Regions from separate parts of the Mus musculus genome. Here regions 1 and 3 are each linked to region 2. The links are chromatin contacts, called in public Hi-C maps. All regions are on one chromosome and are shown on one strand. The core of a region is the stretch at or near the end of the contact, and the rest is flanking DNA. Distances in the headings are between cores, read along the strand shown. Region 1 holds the start of 9430078K24Rik (RIKEN cDNA 9430078K24 gene). Region 2 overlaps Rad51b (RAD51 paralog B). Region 3 has its middle 25 kb from the start of Gm36834.

Region 1 (2,700 bases), core at 68-2,567, 580 kb before region 2:
TCAACTCCAGGACAGGCAATCACAGTGCAGACCCATCTTACCATCTGGGAGGTGGGACATCTCCATAGGGTGATGGAGAAAGGTCACAGGCAGGGTTGGGACGAGAACTCTTGCCTTGTCTTTCCTCAATATTCTCTTTCTACTTGAAAAGAGAAGGATAAAGTCCTCCAGTGCTGGAGTCAGATGGCTTTAGTGTGTAGCCTGAAAGATTCAGTCTACTGGCCATGTGACTCCTCCACAGTACTAAAGGGAATAGATTTCTCCAATAGAGTGGTCCAGCTTGCCTCTTCCTCTGGGCCCCGGGAATTAGCTCATTAGACTCCTCTTGGGTGTCGAGACAATGGGTTGCCATGGGTACTCTCAGAACAGCACCCAACATGTAATGAGTTCTGTAGGGTGGGGTCATCCCCTTCTTCTCCCTCCAACTCTCCTTCTTTTCCCTTCCCTTCTTCCCCCTCCTCTTGAACCTAGGTCTGGTTAGCTGTGGACATTTGTCTATTTTGCTATAACCCCTGGCAGTTTCAGCGTGTTAGAGGAGTGTGGGAATCGGGCACTGGCCTGTGTCCTGCAGTGAGCCATAAAACAGCGGCAAAGGGAGCGGCCAGTGCAGATAGGCCTAGAGATGAAAGGCAGTGTGTTTTCCTTTCCAGAGTTCGGCTGTGTTCCTGAAGGCCCACAGCTTCCTCTGTCCTGCTGCTGGCTCTCCTTTTTTTTTTTTTTTCTCTTCCCAGTTCCCCTCAGGGATATCTTAAGAGGCAAACTTCCAGCACTAACAGGAGGTCTTTTGTTCTCCTAGTCTCAAAGTGGACTTTAACCCAGTTACTACAGACTGAGTCACAGTAAAAACAAACAAATAATAATACTTGGTTTTTCTTAAAGCCTCTTCCATTCCTGTTGACTGAAAAGGGGGAATCTGACACTTTCTTGGGCCTATGGGGGCTCTTCCCCACCCCAACCTTTTAGAGAGACAGTCTCAGAGAACCTTCCAGAACATTCTGGAGCTAGGCACTATGACTTGTTTTAGACTTTCATCTGATTTTGGGTGGTGTATGGACTCTGAGGAATTTGGGGGTCTCAGCATAGTCCTGGTAGGGCTCATCCTAGTCTGAGGAGCACTTGTTACACTCCTGGTGTGGACACATACTTACTCCTGGACTAGCCTCCCTTATTCACACTTTAGAGTCTTTATATGTGAAACTAGGGGATGAGGACATTCTCTGATTTTATCAAGAGAGACTTTGCGATTGACCCTGCTCTGCTAGAAGACGCTAGGGCAAATTAAGATGCTGTTTATAGCAGTCTGAGTCCATTCACTAAAAGCTTTATGGGCCCTTAGGAGTAGGGTGGGTGTCAGAGGAGAAAACCCCACTTCCTGGCCTCAGAAAGGCACACAGGTAAGCAGGGAAATGCGGAATCTTTTCCTGAGGTAAGATGGGTTTGTGTGAAGGGAAGGGGGTGACTGTTTCCATGGGGAGGGCATAGAAGTTTTTCCTAGGGGATGTAGCAATTGAGAGTGGAGCTGCTCAGGGAATGGAAAGTTGGGTGTTTAGGACAGGTGGAAGGAGCGAGGAAGGGTCCAAGGCATTGGGCTCATCAACAAAATGCTGTCTTAAGTATTTCTCTAAGAAGTTTTGCTTACATGTAAAAAAATATGGTTTTGCTTAAAGGCTCTTCTATTCCTGTTGACTGAAAGGGGGAACCTGACACTGCCTTGGGCCTACGGGACTCTTCTCCACCCCGATCTTTTAGAGACACAGTCTAGGAGAACCTTCCAGAACATGTGGAGCTTGGCACTGTGACTTGTTTTAGACTTTCATCTGATCTTGTTTAAGCAGACCTGGGCCTTCTCTTTTGTAAAAAGAGAAGAGTCTAGAAGAACATGCTACCAGCTTTGGAACTCTGTTCTAAGATGTCCGACTACATGCAACATTAAGACATGCCTGAGGCCACTAGTCCATCAGACACACTGCCCAAGGGTGTAGCCGTGGTTCCCAGTGAAAGGATTCCCATTCCCTAAGAGCTTGTCATCCTTAACTCCCCAGAGTGCAAGGACCTTGGGCAACACACTCATCACTCCCATCATGAAAAGCCAATTCAGGTGCTTGAAAATGCTGGTTCAATTAGCCCCAACTTCTAGGTCTTCTTTCTATGTGCCATCTCCAGAATCCTTGGGTAGATTGATGGTCCTCTGTGTGGCTATGGCTCATTCTTTACATTGTGACTTAAGCTCCATTCTCCAACAGCCCTCCTCCTGGGCTGTGAGCTCCTTAGAGGGAACTATGCTAAAGTACTTTTGTTTGTTTGTTTGAGATGGGGCCTCACTATGTAGCCTGGCTGTTCTGGAACTGGCTATGTAGACTAAGCTGGCCTCAAACTTATGGATATTACCTGCCTCTGTTTCCTGAATGCTGAGAATAAAGGCATGTACCATTGTCCCCAGCTAGTACTGTCAAACAGTCAATCTTTCCCAATGTTTGTTTCATAGACCTATAATGTGACCAAGGGATGGTTGATGGTGTATTCTGTTCTGTCTGACAAATAACAACAGAAATGTCACCTTCATCACCATCAACTTAATAGGCTTAGGCCTAAGACTTCCCACTGATCTCAGCCCTGTATAGAAAGAGATTTTTTTTTTCTAAGAAGCAACTCCCACTCCATCGTTTGAAATCTGACCAAGAGAATAATGGGAATCCAAGG
Region 2 (2,700 bases), core at 177-2,676:
CATAGAACCAGAATGTGTTTATTTACTAACGGTTCATTTTTGATGGCTATTTTCTCACTGAAAGTTGCAAAATACATTATAAGAGTAAAGGAGGGCTGTCCCCAAGGAGAGGCACAAAAGGCAGCCAAAAGAAACAGCTCCCAGATGAGCAGTTCACCCAATCACTCAAACCTCCTCGGACTCTGCTGGGTCCCAAACTACAACACAACTGTGACCCTTCCTCTCCAATTATTCATTTCTTTAAAGTTGTATGAGAGACCACTATTAAACACACTTGAAAATTCTGTATGAATTATAACCAGTAGGTCCAATTACTTTATTAGATTTTTCTTCTCTTTAATACATTGAAAGAAGGGAAAAGCAAACAGCCCTTATATAGAAAGTAAAGATCCAAACAGCTTTCCACCCAAATGATGGACAACACATTGCCCTCTTTCATTCAAGGGCCAGTCCATTTGAAGCTTTACTCTGCCTTCCCAGCTTGCATCTGCATTACAGAATTCATGCAGATACTAAAGGAAACCAGGCTGAGGGACAAAGAAGCAACCCTATCCACTGTCCGTATGCAATCTCACTCAGAGCAGCAACATTCTATACGCTCTTCTCACCTGCCCTATTCTAGCAGACCCCTACCCAAAACCTGGCACTGGAGCAACCACATCACATTTACCCTGTTTTAAATGACAACCTCCTGTGTGAGATCATAAAAAGGATAAAGTCAGCAGACACGACGGACACCACCATCACCTCCATCGCCCTCAACCCTCACACACAGCCTGAGATGGTCTCGGGGTCACTGTAGTTCTGGATGCATGAACTGAGGGAGGAGCAGAAGATCAATGAGAGACCCTAAAAAGTCTCATAAGGTGCAGTGGATTAGCAGGCAGGGCAGCCGTGAGCAGAACTCAGTTTGCCTATCTTGCCCCATACAAAATCAAGTCAAAACACTCCCCTTAAAGAACCAAATTTGCCAAAGACGTTTAGACTTCATGTCTAGCAGCACACGGACTGCATGGGAGGGTGTCGGGTAATTTATAGTCCACCAATCTACTCAGGCCACCAGTGAACCACACAGCTGAAAAAGTTCACCACGTCCAAAGTCAAACTCTGCGGGGATCAGAAGGGTACTCCTGAGGGGCTGCACTCGGACCTCATTATAACTCCGTGTTATTTTAATACTATTCCTTGGATTTTGCCCCACACACAATTCCCAAGTCACAGAAAGACCATGAACAGTGTCCAGATGTATAAAATGCAAAAATACTTTCCTCCTACATGTGGACTCCAAGATAAACACCACAAGAAGCACGTGTGACTCAACTTGGAGCTCGTTCCAAATTAAATACTGCATCATGTGCACAGTGTATGGCTTAAAAAACAAAACCCCACGAATATCCTCCACGGTTCACAAGCCAGGCTTGGGCAAGCACATGACCACACTGGAAGATGGAAACATGAATTGGAGAGCCGGGGTAAAGGGTGAGAACAGCCTCAGTCGGGACCTTTCCCAGAAAACTGTTGCTATTTTCAGGGAACATTGGTATAACATGGGACACAGATGAAAGGGGAAATCATAGTTTTCTGTTTGGTTGGGGGTTTATCCCACATACACACACTGATGACCCTGAATTCTAAAACGGCAAAGAGTTTAAAAGCCCTAAGTAAGCAAGCACAAACATCATTAAATACAGATATGCATGCACTGACTGAGGTAATGAATACTTAAATGTCGGGGGCCAGACCAGCTAGAACGCTTTTGACCTGGACAATGGGTCTGAGTGGAGTAATGGAAACCTGGGGCAGACACGGGACACAGACCGTGGGAAAGGTCTCTACCTCACTGGTGTTGTGTTTCCCAGATGACAACTCTCTCTTTCTTAATCTATCTCTTTCCACTCCTCACACTTACGGTTTTATTAACATGTTTCCTTCATTTGACTGTAACTTGGCTTCAAGAAAGTTACAGTAAAAAAGTGAATGGCTGAATAAAGTGGGAATGTAAGAGATGATAGTTTGGCTAAGCCAGCATCTCCAGTGCTTTCTCCTGCAACTTAACATAAGCAAAAGTTCTAAAACGATTCAAGTTGGAATATATTTAACCAGCAAAACACCATGACTTTAAAAAATAAAAATAAAACATTTGATAAATGCAAAAGAATACACACACACACACACACACACACACACACACACTGTGTAGGTTACAAGGCATGGCTATGAAATGCGTGCCTATGAACCTGCCAACTACTCTTTTAATTAGCACTTTTTCTGTCTAGAAAGCTATTAATGTAACTCAGTGGCATGCCAGGACCCTAGAGATAATTCCCAGCAATAAGAAAGGAAGATGGGGGGTGGGTGGAATATCTCTAATCTGATAATTTGCTGTGGACTAAAATTTTACATCTCTCCCAAAATTCTCTGTTGAAACCCTAATCTACAGAGTGATGGTATCTGTCTATGAAGCTTTGACAGTGCCTGGCTAGATTAGGTCTTGAAGGTGTAAATAACCATGCTGGAGACAGACACACCAAAGCACAATCACCAAGAAGTGACCTTCACCAAGCAAACAACACTGTCAGACGCTGGTCTCACACATTCAGTGACTAGAACATGCTGACGTGAATGTTGCTGCTTTCTACACAGCTGCTGCACTCCAGTAGCCCCAGAAGACGAGACACAACGGGGGCAGTAGAAGCCATC
Region 3 (2,700 bases), core at 32-2,531, 640 kb before region 2:
ATACAGGAGGGCTTTGCCTATGAGGGCCATAAAGAAAGCACCAGTGGGTGTCAGTTAAAGGCAGGGTGACTGGATCATATTCTGTGGCTAGTAGAACAGCATGTGGTGACATGACTCTGGCTGTGTTAGAGGTATTGGAGACATAAACTGTTAGAGAGGAAACAGTATCATCACATGAACAGGAGGTCCATGAGCCTAAAGAATCCCTGTGGACTCGACATATCCAATGCACGGCTGATGCTTGCTTTCTGTATCTCCTTCACACTACTGCTCATCAGCTTTGGTGAGGGGGCGGTGGTGGACCACATCCAGTAACTAGTCTTTAGTGCTTGGATCTCTGGCACTCCAAGACGGGCATTTCTCTTCAAGAGACTTTGGGGGGAATCTTTGAAAATGCAGATTTCCCCAGCATAGAGGAAGATCCTGGGTGTTCAGGCAGACCTGGGTGTGGCACACCTTTTTTCCTGAAACCCCAGACAGGTAATTTGCATCAAGCATCATCAACTCCCAGGAGTGGCTGAAGGGCTTCTGTCCCAGAGAGCCTTTGTACTAGTCTGTTTCCTGTGCTGTGCTGTGGGAATAATGATGACTACCATGCAGCATGTTGTAAGGAATGTATGAATGGATATCTGGGAATCCTGGGGCCAAGTCATAATCGCCACTCTTTCCATGCATTCACAGAGCTCAAAGTGATAGCCATGTCTGTGAAATCTTGGGTATCAGATACTCACTCAGGCCTTTATGTGAAATATGTGCACTTCTTTCCTTTAAAGTTGCTGGAAAAAGTTGGCATTTGGGGGCAGTTCCTGAATGGATGCACTGCTTCAGTAGCCTCCGACAATGCTTGTGCAACCCCCCCCCCCCACACTAACATCCCCTTGGATGCTCTAAAGGATGGTCTCTTGGGCTCCTTGTCCTAAGTTCAATGAATAGCCTGCCAGCTTCAGAAACCACTGCAAGGAGTGGCCATTCCTTTCCCTTCCCCATGGTTTCAGCCCCACAAGGCCTCTTCAGAGAAACCTGGTGTCTCTTTCCCCTGGACATTCTGTGCCACACAGTCAATCCCATCACGGTAGGTTCCTGCCTTCCAACCAGAGACATAAACACATGCTAGAGGTCTGGGACAAAGGTTCTGTTCTGGACCCACCTGAATTTTTATCTCCATTTTAAAGAAAGACTAGACAGACGCCCAATAAAAGCTTGCTGTTTAGGCTTTCAACCTTGTCACTAATCCCTTTGTGAAGTCAGAAGCAGGAAGAGTAAACATGTTAGCATTTATTCAGCTGACTGACGACAACATTGGGCAACTGTTTGTGATTTACAAACTAGAGCTGCCCACGGGCTCCACTCATGTGGCCGACGGCGTGTCTTTGTCTTAGTGATTGCAAATATTGTTAAAATAAAGCAGGAGATTTTTACGGGAAACTACGGATCTCTGGGCTCTCTTTAAAGAATCCAACAGAAACTGAGTCATGGCTTATCTCTAGGTCCCCTATATGTTGTGTTTTGGGCTTCTGCTGGTTCCCATAGGCATCTGAGTATTCAGCCCAAGGTTTGTTAGTTTCAAAGCTTGTGACTTCAACAGGAAAATCGGGAAACATTGAATTTGGAGACATTTGGCTTCCTGGGTTTATTTCCTGACTCACTATAGCTTGTGTTCTTCCAGCTTCCTCCAGCCCAACAGTCCCTTTCCTGTGGTACAACCAAAGCCTAGTAATGCCCACTGTGTGGGCCACGCCCCTTTGCCCATGTTCACAGTTCTTCGAGGTCCCCCTGAACCATGCCAGCTTTAGGAGTGCTAAGTGGGGGGCTGGGGTGGGGTCAGGCTTCAGCCTGGCTGTATTTCCTTGACTTCGCTTTATCTCAGAGACCGCAGTAGTTCCCAGGCATGGGGGAGGGGGTGGCCTGTGATGGCTGGCCTTCTCCAGAACCTCCTATCAGAGCAGTAATGGTCTGCTTGTCCTGTTACAGTGATCCTGAGACTGCCCACACTCAACAGGGCAGGAGGGACCCTGCTGGGGTTCTGCTTCCTGCTCTCTGCAAGGGCAGATTTCAAAGCTCTCAGTTCACTCCTTCTTCTCTGCCCCCTCCCACACTCCTTTCCTCCCCAACATTCCTTGTTTCTTGTTTATATTGCAGAAAACATCTGTGAGAGTAAATGGCCGGGATGAAAGATCTTGGCAAAGGGCTATTTTTCTTTGCTTGGCTTCAAGGGAGCCAGATGAAGACTTGAGCCTCACAGAGCCTTCCCCCAAGCCCTGGCCCCAGAGGGGAGAGAACTAGATCTGAAGGAAGACAGACCAGAAGGTGGCCCAGCCAGGCTCCCCAGGCTGGAAGGTTGTTTTTCCACTAGAACTGGCTGGCCCGGAGGAAAGTAGATCCCCTGTGTGTCCCCAGATGGTTCTGTGGGGGGTTTCCTGCCTACTCTGTCCCCTACTGTTCCGCACTCTTCTGGGTTTGGTGACCTGTTTTGCAGGGGAGATTCTCACACCTTTTCTGTCTCTTGCCTTTCTCCAGAGCAGTTGTGCAGTGCAGGAAGTGGCTGCCTGGGCACTGCACACACTCTTTTTCTAAAGCTTTATACAGTTTTATCCAAGCTAGTGACTTCTCTGGGTCTTAGATTCTCCATCAGGGGTGTGGGGATAATGGTGTTTATTTCACAGTGACATGGTAAAGAAGAAATATCAAAGAACAAAGCCA

What was found. A called contact is a pair of places that touch in the nucleus more often than the background predicts.
Region 1: a Hi-C map of uterus shows a contact between it and region 2, with 4 times the contacts expected there. The contact joins the promoter of 9430078K24Rik here to the enhancer-like site in region 2. A contact is called at or near these places in 1 of 15 datasets of contacts at CTCF or cohesin (large pre-B cells), 23 of 484 Hi-C or Micro-C datasets (the 3T3-L1 cell line, the AML12 cell line, B cells and 14 more) and 7 of 115 datasets of contacts at active chromatin or transcription factors (the NIH/3T3 cell line, embryonic limb bud, fibro-adipogenic progenitors and 4 more).
Region 3: a Hi-C map of liver shows a contact between it and region 2, with 2.6 times the contacts expected there. The contact joins two enhancer-like sites. A contact is called at or near these places in 1 of 39 promoter capture datasets (liver), 2 of 15 datasets of contacts at CTCF or cohesin (large pre-B cells and pro-B cells), 16 of 484 Hi-C or Micro-C datasets (the C10 cell line, the G1E-ER4 cell line, adipose-derived mesenchymal stem cells and 6 more), 3 of 115 datasets of contacts at active chromatin or transcription factors (heart atrium, kidney and large pre-B cells) and 1 of 9 other capture datasets (embryonic stem cells).

What each region holds. Positions count from the first base shown.
Region 1 is chr12:79,934,881-79,937,580 of GRCm38.p6, reverse strand. It overlaps 9430078K24Rik (RIKEN cDNA 9430078K24 gene), which reads left to right and starts at 1,317. Exons shown (of 4, transcript NR_131074.1): 1 at 1,317-1,394. 4933435C09Rik (a long non-coding RNA gene) reads right to left here and starts at 1,042. Exons shown (of 3, transcript XR_381736.3): 1 at 42-1,042.
Region 2 is chr12:79,353,482-79,356,181 of GRCm38.p6, reverse strand. The region is part of intron 7 of Rad51b (RAD51 paralog B); the gene reads right to left. Among named protein-coding and RNA genes, the nearest start is that of Rad51b, 58 kb to the right of the region's middle. Within about 2 kb of position 1,426, at least 56 of the 459 cell types and tissues checked have an H3K27ac peak or open chromatin away from gene starts, as enhancers often do. A contact at or near this core is called in the G1E-ER4 cell line, the NIH/3T3 cell line, embryonic fibroblasts and 4 more, where this site is marked.
Region 3 is chr12:79,993,477-79,996,176 of GRCm38.p6, reverse strand. No RefSeq gene overlaps it. Among named protein-coding and RNA genes, the nearest start is that of Gm36834, 25 kb to the left of the region's middle. Within about 2 kb of position 1,281, at least 61 of the 459 cell types and tissues checked have an H3K27ac peak or open chromatin away from gene starts, as enhancers often do. A contact at or near this core is called in heart atrium, liver, palatal mesenchyme and 1 more, where this site is marked.